3 separate regions of the Sus scrofa genome follow, and all the other regions are linked to region 2. Evidence: chromatin contacts called from public Hi-C data. All regions are on one chromosome and are shown on one strand. Each heading gives the region's core, a stretch centred on a gene start, on an enhancer-like site or on the middle of the called end of the contact. The rest is flanking DNA. Distances are from core to core; before and after follow the strand shown. Region 1 holds the start of DHDH (dihydrodiol dehydrogenase). Region 2 holds the start of BCL2L12 (bcl-2-like protein 12). Region 3 holds the start of FTL (ferritin light chain).

What was found. Hi-C and Micro-C count contacts between places; a contact is called where the count stands out from the background.
Region 1: a contact with region 2 is called in a Hi-C map of heart right ventricle, with 2.5 times the contacts expected there. The contact joins the promoter of DHDH here to the promoter of BCL2L12 in region 2. A contact is called at or near these places in 1 of 47 Hi-C or Micro-C datasets (heart right ventricle) and 1 of 2 datasets of contacts at active chromatin or transcription factors (alveolar macrophages).
Region 3: a contact with region 2 is called in a Hi-C map of heart right ventricle, with 2.1 times the contacts expected there. The contact joins the promoter of FTL here to the promoter of BCL2L12 in region 2. A contact is called at or near these places in 2 of 47 Hi-C or Micro-C datasets (heart right ventricle and mesenteric adipose tissue) and 1 of 2 datasets of contacts at active chromatin or transcription factors (alveolar macrophages).

Annotation. Positions count from the first base shown.
Region 1 is chr6:54,208,452-54,212,277 of Sscrofa11.1, reverse strand. DHDH (dihydrodiol dehydrogenase) reads right to left here and starts at 1,585. Exons shown (of 7, transcript NM_214166.1): 1 at 1,496-1,585; 2 at 838-949; 3 at 7-170. The coding sequence starts at 1,585. NUCB1 (nucleobindin 1) reads right to left here. Exons shown (of 13, transcript NM_001244488.1): 12 at 3,816-3,826; 13 at 2,821-3,703. The coding sequence ends at 3,591.
Region 2 is chr6:54,703,311-54,707,764 of Sscrofa11.1, reverse strand. BCL2L12 (bcl-2-like protein 12) reads right to left here and starts at 1,312. Exons shown (of 10, transcript XM_013998657.2): 1 at 1,183-1,312; 2 at 874-908; 3 at 498-686; 4 at 445-496. The coding sequence starts at 1,312. IRF3 (interferon regulatory factor 3) reads left to right here and starts at 1,686. Exons shown (of 8, transcript NM_213770.1): 1 at 1,686-1,850; 2 at 2,558-2,729; 3 at 2,815-2,885; 4 at 3,526-3,712; 5 at 3,813-3,877; 6 at 3,880-4,192. The coding sequence starts at 1,686.
Region 3 is chr6:54,228,857-54,232,776 of Sscrofa11.1, reverse strand. FTL (ferritin light chain) reads right to left here and starts at 1,656. Exons shown (of 5, transcript NM_001244131.1): 1 at 1,304-1,656; 2 at 991-1,137; 3 at 511-636; 4 at 234-330; 5 at 21-231. The coding sequence starts at 1,405. The coding sequence ends at 179.

The DNA of each region.
Region 1 (3,826 bases), core at 336-2,835, 500 kb after region 2:
CCTCACCTCCATTAGGAAGAGGCCTCGGGATCGGGCCTCGGCAACCATTTCACGCACTTCCGCGGCGTTCACGCCCATGGGCTTCTCGCACAGCACGGCCTTGCCAGCTGCCAGGCAAAGCAACACCGTGGCCTTGTGCTGGGGGTGCTGGGTGCCAATATAGGCCACCTCTAGGGCGGGAGAAAAGAGGTCAGGAGATCGGCAGCCCCGCCCACCGAGCCTTCAGGGATCGCCCACCACTAAAAGCCCCGCCCCCAGCATCCCAGGAATCGGTTTCCCTCCAAGCTTGGCGGACGTCCTACAGCGGTGACCAAACACTAGCCTCCCTAATTCGTAGAAACTAACTAATCATCCTCTACCGTCATTCTGTTTTCCTCAGATTATTTCCAGCCTTCTAGAATTAACGTATTAAATCATTTAATTCTCACACCACCACCAAGAAGTAGAGACGATTATTTTGCCCGTCTTTCAAGTGAGGCAATTGAGAAGAGCGAGGAGAGGAGAAAAATGCCAACTCAAGTCCCCTGACTCTAGAGACTGCTCCGCCCCATCCAGGCTACTCTGATAACGCAGAACCAGAGTCTAAGGTCATATTTAAACCCTGAAGGACTTCCCGAGAAATTCAAGCTTTGCCTTTACCGCGGAGGTAGATCCTCCTAACGGCAATTTCACGTTAGACGCTTAATATCAGACAAAACTGATTCCTATCACTCCGGCGCCCAGTTCAAAGTTCTTCCAGAATCTCTGAGAGAAGGGCTCAACCCGCCAGTTTTGCATCTCCCACGCAGCAGCCTAGAGGCAGCGTGCCAGTGGTGCCCGGGAGCCCTGGCAACTTACCCACGTTCGGGTCCTTGGCCAGTTCCTCATAGGAGCCATAGGCCTTGGGGATGTCGTGTTTCCGCGCAAACTCCTTTGCCCGGCTCAGATCCCGGGCCGCTACCGCCACCACCTGGAGGGGCGCCACGGTCAGACTTGAGGGGCTGGGATGGGTGTGAAAGACAGATGTATGGGGGCGGGGAGGAAAGAGGTGATGGAGACGGCCTCGATACGGGGAGAAATTACAGCCCTCCGAGACGGGGGTGCAAGGAATTTTTTTTTTTTTTTTGGTCTTTTTGTTATTTCTTTGGGCCGCTCCCGCGGCATATGGAGGTTCCCAGGCTAGGGGTCGAATCGGAGCTGTAGCCACTGGCCTACGCCAGAGCCACAGCAACGCGGGATCCGAGCCGCGTCTGCAACCTACACCACAGCTCACGGCAACGCCGGATCCTTAACCCACTGAGCAAGGGCAGGGACCGAACCCTCAACCTCATGGTTCCTTGTCGGATTCATTAACCACTGCGCCACGACGGGAACTCCCAGGGAATTTTAGGTTGTTTCACCGCCTTGGAGATTCAGAAGTACAGAACCCCAGCTCCCTCCTCCCTCAGACCCGGGAGTCCCCCTCTGCGCCCACCCCTCCCCTGCTCTTCTACGGGCCTCCGGAGGGAGGGCGGACCTGGTGCTCAGAGCGAGGCAGCAGCCGCAGCACCGTCGTGAAGTCGCTGGAGATAAGGCCGGCTGACACGATGCCCCAGCGAAGCGCCATCGCCCCAACCCCGAGTCTCAAAGGTCCCCACTTTCTCCCGGAGCAAGTCAAAGACCGGAGGCCCCTTGCTCTGAGGGGTGGCCCTTTTCTCCGCCCCATCGCCCTTACGTTACTCCTCATTGGCCACTGGGCCGGTGCCCGCCTTCATTCCCAGAGCCAGGCAGGAGGTTATATAATTCTCGCGTCCCCATTGGAAGAGCTACTGTTGGCTCCGCCCAATGGGGGGTGGGCTAGAAACACTTCGTTCTTCGCTCTGTGACAGAAAGGGAGGGGGCTTTCTGTTCTTGCCAACTTCGATCCAAGAGCCCTGTCGCCTTTCATCGCTCCGCCGACTCGTTTGCTCAGAACATCGTGTTTCCGCGCAAACTCCTTCGCCCGGGAACGGGGAACTGCCGGGCTAGAGAGGAAGAGGGAGAGGAGGGGGAGAAGGAGAGGGGATAGTAATAGCAAAGATAACATTTTTACTGATATTTATTACTTAATATTTATACGACTCCTGTGGTAACCCAGGCAACCGAGGCTCCCAGCTCCGAGCTTTACTTTCCTCATCCCCAATTTCTTACTTTATTTTTTACCTTTGCTTTTAAGGGCCGCACCCGCGGCATAAGGAGATTCCAAGGCTAGGAGTCGAATCGGAGCTGCAGCCGCGGGCCTACACCACAGGCAAAGCAACGCCAGATCTGAGCTGCGTCTGCGACCTACAGCACAGCTCACGGCAACGCTGGATCCTTAACCCACTGAGCCAGGCCAAGGATCGAACCTGCATCCTCATGGTTCCTAGTCGGATTTGTTTCCATTGAGCTATGACAGCAACTCCTTTTTAAAAAAATGTTACTTTTCTGAGTTCCCGTTGTGGCTCAGTGGTTAACCGATCCGACTGGGAACCATGAAGTTCCTTTTTTTTTCTTTGCTGTCATGCCCATGGCATGTGGAAGTTCCAGACAAGAGATGGAACCCATGTCATGGCAGCAACAGGAGCTGCTTCGGTGACAAGAACGTTAACCTGCTGCACCACAACGGCAACTCCTGAATCTATCTTAAAGAATGAGGACAGAGTTCCTGGGTGGCCTAGCAGTTAAGGATCTGGTGTTTTCACTGCTGTGACTTGGGTTACTGCTGTGTGTGCCAAGTTCGATCCCTGGCCGCGGCACAACCCCCCCAAAAATGGAGAATGAAGATGAAGCACAGATGGAGTTTTGGAAGGAACAGTATTTACAAAGAAACGGAGGCATTGATTTGTTCCAGAAAGTGTATTTGGATGGAACCAGAGTACAGAGCAGGACAGGGAGTCACATGAGATAAGGCCAGAAAGGTAGGCAGGGCCTCCCACATGAGGCTGAGGGGCTGGAAGCCATCCTGGGGCGAGGTCAGCTCCGGGCCCCCTCTGGGGCTGTGGGGGAAAGGGCTAGGGGTCAAGTCGTCAGGGAGGAGGCAGAGGTGGCTGGAAGGCAGGGTCAGGGAGAGCTGGCGCTCCTGGGATCAGAGCTGGGCAGCGCTGCTAAGGGCTCTTCTGGTCCTCACACCCAGCCTGGGGGAAGATGCTGTCTTTGAGGCGTTGCTGGTCCCACAAAAGGTTGAGAAACATCATGAGGGACCACCCAAGCCCTGTCAACCAAGAGAACTGAGCAGCCAGCAGGACTCCAGCAGCTGTGAGGACACGGGATGCTATGGTGGCAACAACCTGGGCGGTGAGGCCAAACCACGGAGAAAGGCAGGTGTGGAGCAGAGCCTCTTGGGCAGGGGGCGCTTCCCTAAGTTAGACTGAGCCAATGAGTGCTCGACTGGACGCAAGAGGGTGGGTCCCTTGGTGGGGGACAGAAAATGAAGGGACCACAGACTGGAAGGCTGCAGAAGCAGAGGCAGCAGAGACGACGCCTGGAAAAGCCATCCTGTTCCCCCTCCCCCAGGAGGTCACACATGTCGCCAAGCCCCAGAGGAGGTTGATTGTGACACCTCGAACCCATCAGCCTTGGAAGGAACACAGAGTGCTGGGGTCCCAGAGAGATCACAGGTGCTGTGAATCCAGCTGGGGCAGCTCTGGGGTCTGTTCAGGAACTTTCTTTTCTGAAGCATCCACGTCCTTCTGGTCACCAGCCGGAGCTGGGACAGGTGCGTCATCTGGAAACAGGGGGAGGAAATGGTAGCACTAGACAGCCCAGCCCCTCCTCCCTGAGACCCAGGAGTCTGGGCACCCAGCTCTCTCCCTGCCCCCTGGGCCCAGGGCCAGCACCTGTGTCCGGG
Region 2 (4,454 bases), core at 63-2,562:
GAGAAAGCTGGGGATTTGGATTTGGGGTCCAAGGGAGGAGGGGACTGGGGGCCTGGACTCTTGGTTTTCGGAGTAGGGGGCTGGGGGTCTGAACTCTTGAGTCTAAGAGAGAAGGAGACTGGGGCCTCAGATCCCTGAGTCCCCGAAGGAGAAGGAGGCTTGGGGCTCTGACTTCTCCATTCTGAAAGTATATGCCAAGCTATTCAAGTCCGTAGAGGATCAGGAACTACGATTCCCAGCAGACTTCGTAGCAAACATTCCCCTCCGTCCGTTACTTGTTCGCCGCGCAGCCTGCTGGGAGGTGTAGTTCCACTCTGACTCGGGCTGGAATTTGGGGGAGCCGGGACACGCAGATGTCGGGGAAGCGTGACTGGGCTACCTGCTCCTAGATCCCGGCCCCCTTTTCTTCCCTGCTCACCTAGCTCTCCCTCACCTCCCGCTCACCTGGTCCCGGGCCCCGCCGCCGCCGCCTCCTCCACTGAACTTGTATAAACTTTCCTTAGGGCGACTTTCCCGCGCCTGCGCAATGACTGTACCGGCTAGGAGCCGGCCCAAACGTGGAAGGGGCGGGGCGATGAGGCCCGCCTAATTTGCATAGAACGCTCCCAGCATGCCCGTGGTCGGAAGACCTAAAAAGGGCATGATGGGCGGGGGAGTTTTCCCGGCTCACTGTACCGCCTCTCTGGCTGTCGAGTCGATAATCCTAACGACGTTAAAGTCGTTTTTATTTCAAGAAATCAACAGAAAACAAGTCCCACCTCTAAAACTCAGCTGACGAGAAGTGGGGTGTGCGGCGGCGAGTTCGAGAGCTACGGGGCTTCAAACGCAGGAGTGGGTTTTCTGGGTTTCTGGGTTCCTGGGTTCCCGGCGCACCTCCTCCCGGCACTCTACGCGCCTCGACCCACTACCTAGGTAACGCGGAAAAGCGGGGGAGTTGGTGGCGTCCAGTAGTGAAGAATGGGACGGAGGAAGGATGCGTCTGCCTTGACAGTGGGGAAGGGGGTTTGTGTACGCTGGGGAAAGTGAAGCGAGAAGGAAAGGAAGTGAAGCAATGGCTGGCTGTAAAACAAAACTTAGAAAAGTAGTTGGTAGGAGAGAAGAGGAGGTGTCCACACTGGGGTATCTAGGGGAGAGAAGGACTCTGTGAATGAGAAGCGATCCACTCTGGGAAGTGGGGCGTGCCGCGGAGGAGGGAGGCCGTCTGTTTGGGAGGAACTGTGGTTGGTCGGTCTATGAGTGAGGGGTTCTGGGGAGCGGGGGGAGCTACACTGGAGTTGAGTGTGGGAGGTAGAGGTCTGCGAGTCCCTAGCATGTGCACGGCAGTAACGGGAGGGAGGCGTCTACCCTGGAGATAAGAGTACCTGCACTGTGTGATGTGGGGGAGGGAAGGGCTTTCAGTGGAGTGGGGAAGGTCTACACTGGCGGAATTGAGGAAGGTAGAATTGAGGGAGGTAGAGGTATGTAGATAAAAGAAGCTGGGGAAAGGAGAGGGGTTTTGGAGGGACTCCTCTCTGAATTAGGGAGCCTCTCTGGAGGATGGGAGGTCTCCTGTCTGTACCCCAGGAGAATAGAGGTGAGGACCCTGCGCCGTGGCGCTTGAGAGGGAGGTCTGGGTTCGGAACCTTCCAACTGGGTGGGCCTGGGAGTCCGCCTATATCCAGGAACTGTCCCCGGCGCACAGGCCCATGGGAACTCAGAAGCCTCGGATCCTGCCCTGGCTGATATCTCAGCTGAACCAGGGGCAACTGGAGGGCGTGGCCTGGCTGGATGAGGGCCACACGCGCTTCCGCATCCCTTGGAAGCACGGCTTGCGGCAGGATGCCCAGCAGGAGGACTTCGGCATCTTCCAGGTGCGCGCGCGCCGGGCCCGGGGACTCCAAGGGGACGGGGCCGAGGGATGGGATCAGCTCGACCGCGCGGCCCACGCTTATTCTGGCAGGTGGGGGTGGATGGAGTTAGAACTGGGAGGGGCGAAGTTAGTACGACGCGCAGATGGGCGTCTGACAGCCGTGAGGATTGGAGCCGCCAGGTCCCAGGAATAGAACCGGGCAAGTGAAGGAAATGCATCCTGGGGTGGGAGGGGAGTGGTGGTGGTAGGGAACCCCCTGGGGTGGGGCTTTTGGTTGTAGAATTCTGGGGGCGGACCTTGGAATATTAGAGGCAAGACTCGACCCTGAAGCCGAGGTTGCCACGGAAGTAGGATATGCCGGTGGTGTTAAGCCTAATGACGAAGAGTGTCCTGGGGCAGCGCACTGGCAGTTAGACACCCATTAGGACCAGGAGGCTGGCTTAGAAAGCAAATGTTTTTGAAGGGTGGAGGTAAGGGGGATTTGGGGCACAGAGAATTCCAGAGCTTGGGGATGAGAACTAAGTTAGAACGTGCAAAGGGAATTGGCACAATATTGTAAATCAACTATGGTTTCAAAAACAAAAACAAAAACAAAACCTGCCAGGGGAGGGCAAGGTGGTGTTAGGACAAGAGGAGCCAAGGTTAGGACCCCTGGGGGCAAGATTTAAGTCATCCTCTTCACTATCTTGGTACCACTGGTCCCCCCAGGCCTGGGCCGAGGCCAGTGGTGCCTACACTCCTGGGAAGGATAAGCCCGACCTGCCCACCTGGAAGAGGAATTTCCGGTCTGCCCTGAACCGGAAAGAAGCATTGCGTTTAGCAGAGGACCACAGCAAGGACCCCCACGACCCACACAAGATCTATGAGTTTGTGACCTCAGGTGTGCTGAAGTGAGGCTTTGCTTGGAGGGATGGGATTTCGGGTGTCCCCAGAGCCCCTACTCCACTCACCACCTTTCTCGACAGGAGTTGGGGACTTTCCTGAGCCAGACACCTCTCTAGACCTCAGTGGCAGATACAGTACCTCTGATACCCACGTAAGAATGCGCCCCGACCGTCCTGCGCTCAGCCCCTGCCTCATGCATCCTCAGGGGCCTAGCGAGGCCACCATCACTCCAGGCTCCACTCTCTCCCTGCAGTCTGCCCCCTACCTGACCCATGGCTGACCCTGTCCCTCCCCTGCTCACAGGCCTCCCACTGGCCTCCCAGCATCCTCAGGAGAAAATGTGGAGCTTTCACCAGGCATTTAAGACCCTCACCCACTTTTCTAGGACTTCACAGCTTCCCTCCCTGCACAGGGTACCTCAGCCTCTTGGCAACCGAGACCCTCCCTACCCTTGATCTTGCTGACGTCTGTGCCAGGGCAGGTCCCTTCTGAAATCCTACCCAGGCTTCTCTGCCCGGGTCTTGCTCGCACTGACCCAGATCCTCGGGGTGGAATTAGCCGCTCCCCTCGGGCTACGGTAGTGCCCAGCCTGTGTACAAGCTGTGTATATTCCACCGCCTTGGCTGGTGGCTGGGTCTCCCTCAGACTAGAATCCCCTTAAGGGCAAAGCTCAGGTCTGTGTCCTCTTTGGAGGCACGGCTCCACACCGCTGAGCACAAGGCCTGGTCCCCGTGAAGTCTCCAGAAAAGGCCGTGGAAATACCTGGCCGCTTTTTTTTTTCCCCTCTCCAGGAAGACAGTCTGGATAAGTTACTAAGTGGCATGGACTTGGCCTCGGATGCAGGGCCCCCGAGCCTGACCCTGGCCCTCGAGCAGCCCCCTCAGCTCTCCCTGAGCCCCAGTGTAGACGCCCCCGCTTCTTGCCCCAACCTGGGAGTCCGTGAAAACCCACTGAAGCAGCTGCTGGCGAATGACGACGGTGAGTGCCCGCTGTGGGCTGGGCGGGGCTGGCACGGCCCGCGGCCCCTGACACTCCCTCCTCTCTCTCCGCTCATGTCCCTGCTGCCGCTGCTGCTCAGAGTGGGAGTTCCAGGTGACCGTCTTCTACCGGGGCTGCCAAGTCTTCCAGCAGACTGTCTGCAGCCCGGGGGCCTGCGGCTGGTGGGATCCGAGGCCGAGGACGGGACGCTGGCCGGGCAGCCAGTGAGACTGCCAGACCCCGCAGCCTCCCTGACGGACAGGGGTGTGGCGGACTACGTGCGCCGGGTGCTGAGCTGCCTGGGCGGGGGGCTGGCTCTGTGGAGGGCGGGGCAGTGGCTCTGGGCCCAGAGGCTGGGGCACTGCCACGTGTACTGGGCCATGGGCGAGGAACTCATCCCGGACAGCGGTCACAAGCCTGACGGTGAGGTCCCCAAGGACAGGGAAGGAGGCGTGTTCGACCTGGGGCCCTTCATCGAAGGTGAGTGCGGCGGCCTTGGCCCTGCCGTGGAAGCGGCAGGCTGCGGGGCTCCAGACCTCCGGGGTCAGGGGGTGGATCAAATTCAGAGCCTCTGCTCTGCTTGTGGTTGAGCCTGGGAAGGCAAGGACTGCTTGGAACCTGTAAAGTCTCTTCTCTCTCCTTACCTGCTGGGAGCTGGCAGGGGGCAGGGGGCCCAGTGCACAGCAGGTGCTCAGGCAGTTCGCTGCTTTCGTTGTTGTCGTCATCACCACCACCAGTTATG
Region 3 (3,920 bases), core at 407-2,906, 480 kb after region 2:
CACATACAAAACCAAAACGATCTGCTGCAAAAAGCTTTTATTGTTTCCATTTGGTCCAAGACTTGGGAGAGGGCTCCAGGGTGGTTAAGAATGGTGCCTCGTGGCTGCAGAAAGGGGCTTCCGGCAGAAGCCCAGGCACCAGAGGAGCGCCTCCAAGGCCCCTGGGCTCCAGAGATTCCTAGTCGTGCTTGAGTGTGAGCCTTTCGAAGAGGTACTCGCCCAGCCCAGCCTGGGACCAGAGAGCCTGCGCAGGTTGGTCAGGTGGTCGCCCATCTTCTTGATGAGCTTCACCTCCTCATCCAGGAAGTGGTTCTCCAGGAAGTCACAGAGCTGAGTGATAGAAGAGAAAATGTTACCATTTGTAAATCTAACAATGTGATGGATGGGGGAGGGAGGCTCAGAAGGCAATGAGCCCAATCAAACGTGGCCAAGGTTAACTATTAACTCAAGATGCAGGCTTCCTGCCAGGAAAGGTCTTGGGATGGATAGGGAGAAAATGGAGATACTCACGTGGGGGTCTGCGCGGGCAGAACCCAGCGCATGCAGATCCACAAGAGCCTGGTTCAGTCCCTTCTCCAAGTGAAGGGCGGCTTCCATAGCGTCCTGGGTTTTACCCCACTCATCTTGAGATGGTTTCTATACGGAAGGCAGAGACCGCTCAGTACTAACCACGCACACGCTGGAAAGGACTAAAAACTAATTTCCCAGTAGTGACGGGAGTTAGGGCTTAAGCCGAAAAAACGTCTAAGAGCTTAAATCGATCACCCTCAGTGTCTCACAACCTTACGCTCCAGGATACCACACGCTGCGGTCTGGACCGCCACTTCGTGGGGGAACTGAACCCGCCTCCGTTTCCAGCTGTAATACAACCACCCACACAAAACTGAACTCCATCTCCCAGAAGCCTACGCCGTGCCTGAACAGCCCTGGTCAAAGGGCTTCAAGCGCAGGGGCCGCTGGGAATCGTAGTCCGCTGCTCACACTGTTTACCTGCACGTCCTGGAAGAGGGCGCGGCCACCGCGCTGGTTTTGCATTTTCAAGAGACGCTCCGAACCCTCGCGCTTCTCCTCGGCCAATTCGCGAAAAAAATGACTCACGCCCTCCAGAGCCACATCGTCGCGGTTGAAATAGAAGCCCTGCGGGAAGAGAAGGCGTGAACAATGGTTAGCCGGAGGCGAGGCCGGGCTTGCGGACTCCGCCTTCCAACTACACAGTGGGACAAAGAAGGCCAGCGCGTGCGCAGAGGGTCAGAGGTGCGCAGCTAAGGGAAACTTGGGCCGGGGGCATCTTGGGGACCCTTACCAGAGAGAGGTAGGTGTAGGAGGCCTGCAGATGCATGTTGATCAGGCGGTTGACGAAGGCCTCCACCTCGGTGGAATAATTCTGACGAACCTGGGAGCTCATGGCTGGTCGGCAATAAGGAGCTAAGCTCAAAAAATGGTGTTGGCTGGTCCCGGAGACTGAAGATAGCTGAGAGGCGGAGTCCGAAGGTTGCGACTGGAAAAAAGGTTGGAGGGTAGTCGGAGGCTGGAGCAAGGGGCGTCCCTGGGTCTGTTCCGTCCAAACACTGTTGAAGCAAGAGACAGATCCGGGGGACCGCCGAGCACACTGCGAGTTTGTGGCCAGGGCGGCTCCTTTTATAGCGCGCGGGGAACCTGAGCAGTGGGGCGGTCGGGGAGAGGAGTCAGCCAATCTGCGGGGGCGGGAGGCTGGACTTGGAGCTCGCTCGTGACCAATCAGGAGCAGATAGGAGCCCCAGCCTCCCGCCCGGAGGTAGGGAAGTCACGCGCTCTGAGCGCGAGGTTGTTGTGAAAGGAGAAATCGCGGGATGGGGGGTTTCATGGGGAGCAAGGGTTCTGGGACTAAATCTGGGAAGTGAGAGAATTCTAGGGGTACTTCCTGGTAGTGAAAGATTAGTGAGAGCACTGGGAGCCCTGGAAAATAATGATTCTTGGTTCCTGAGGATGTCTCAGGAAAGTAGGTTGGATGCGGGGGTTGTGTCAGAGCGAGGACTTTTCTGGAGCCCTGGGGGTTCCTCAGAGGTGCAGAAACGTCCAGAGGAGTGGGGTTGCCCTGGGAGATAAGGGGTCGGGTTGGGGGGGGCCCTCGATCATTGGGAAGTTTGGAAGGCTGTGAGATATTTCTAGATACTTAGGGTGCTCTCTGTGAAATGGGTTGGCTGGGGCACCTGGAGACTTGGGGTTCACTCAAAAGTGAATTCGGAAGACCATGGAAGTCCCTATTTTTATGGAAACTTCCAGGGGGAAGTCTTGGGCCCTTGAGGTGATCTGCAAGATTAAAAGAGACAGTTGGAGAGCCCTGGGATTCAGCCTGGGAATAAGGGAGAGGGATGTTTCTGGAAGCCTAGTGGGATCTTCTTAAAGAGGTGGGGGCTCTTGGAGAGCCCTTTGGGAGCCCTCAAAAGATTGGGCCACTTGGAATCCTGTGGGGTTTTTTGAAAGCCCACTGTTTTTGTGGGAGCTGAGATGGAAAGGGGTGAAAGGACATTGGAACTTTGGAGGTTTCTCTGAGGTTGCATATCCTGGCTCCAAAGCAATCTCTCTGAAGCTGCCTCTGTCTTGCCTGACACATGCTCCTTCAAGATCACAGAGGTGGGGGAGTTCCCATCATGGCGCAGCAGAAACTATCCAACTAGGAATCATGAGGTTTCAGGTTCGGTCCCTGGTCTCGCTCAGTGGGTTAAGGATCTGGCGTTGCCCTGAGCTGTGGTGTAGGTCGCAGACCCAGCTCGGATCACAGCTGTAGCTGATTCACATCCTAGCCTGGGAACTTCCATATGCCACAGGTGCCAGCCCTAAGAAACAAACAAAAAGATCAGAGACAGGTGCTGAGGACTGGTGGCTGGGATGTCTGTCTTTAACTAAGGGACATTTTAAAATTGTGTCTGGTCCAGGTTGGTGCCTGGGTGGCAGTGCCAGCTCATACCAAGATTCTTGCCTTCAAGGAGCTCCTTGTTGTTGGGAGAAAGGAGAAACAAAGACAGGAACTTGACCCTATTTAGGCGCCCTTAATGCAGGCAGCTGGAGGCTGGGACAGGGGAGCTGGAACTGCTGGGGGTCGTCGGGTGGGGGAGGTCTGGGCCTGCCTCGCGGAGAAGCCTTTCCAAGCAGCCCAGGCAGGGCACCCCCTGATCAAGGGGGCTCCAGCCAGGCTGGTATCTGGGGTCCTCCAGGGGTGCCTGGGCCAGTGGCCAGGAGAGCAGCCATGCTGAGTCATGCTGAACTCAGCGCAGGAAGGGGCGCCGGCAGAGGAGCGGGGTGGGACCGGCTCGCTGACCTCATCTCCACGGGGGTGGCTGCAGCCTGGGCCAGGGCCCTGGGAGCTAGGCCTGGCTGGGCCCCAAGTCTGGCCCCCTCCCCCAAGGCACTGTATGGCCTGTGCTTTTGTCTCCGAGTCTTACTGTCTTTTTAGTGCCCGTGATGGTCTCCCTGGGCTCCCACCTGTGGCCATAATGTCCCCTCTGGGCCGATGACTCTGTCTCCCCTTGCCGTCTTATCAGACACCTCTCCCCAGACTGGGTGGCCCTAGGGGTGGGGCAGTGGCCCCAGGCACACAGTCACAATGGGGCCTGGGTTACTCATTCACCAAATTTCATCCCTCCGCCCAAAGACCTTTAGCCTTGGGCGGCCCCGCTGGTGGACAGGCAATAGGGAGAGTGTGGCAGAATAGGCGGGGGTGGGGGGTGAGACAGAGATGACCGAGAGAAGGATGACAGTTGAGGGGAGATCACAAGGGCTGGGGACCCAGGGAGACAGGGACAGAGGTGGGGGAGGGGCAGAGGCTCAGAGAGGGACAGAGAGAGACAGGAACAGAGGAGACACAAGGACCCAGGGAGAGGGGGACAGAGACAGAGAGACAGCCAGAGAGCTAGAAAGGGAGGTGGAGACAAAAACAGAGG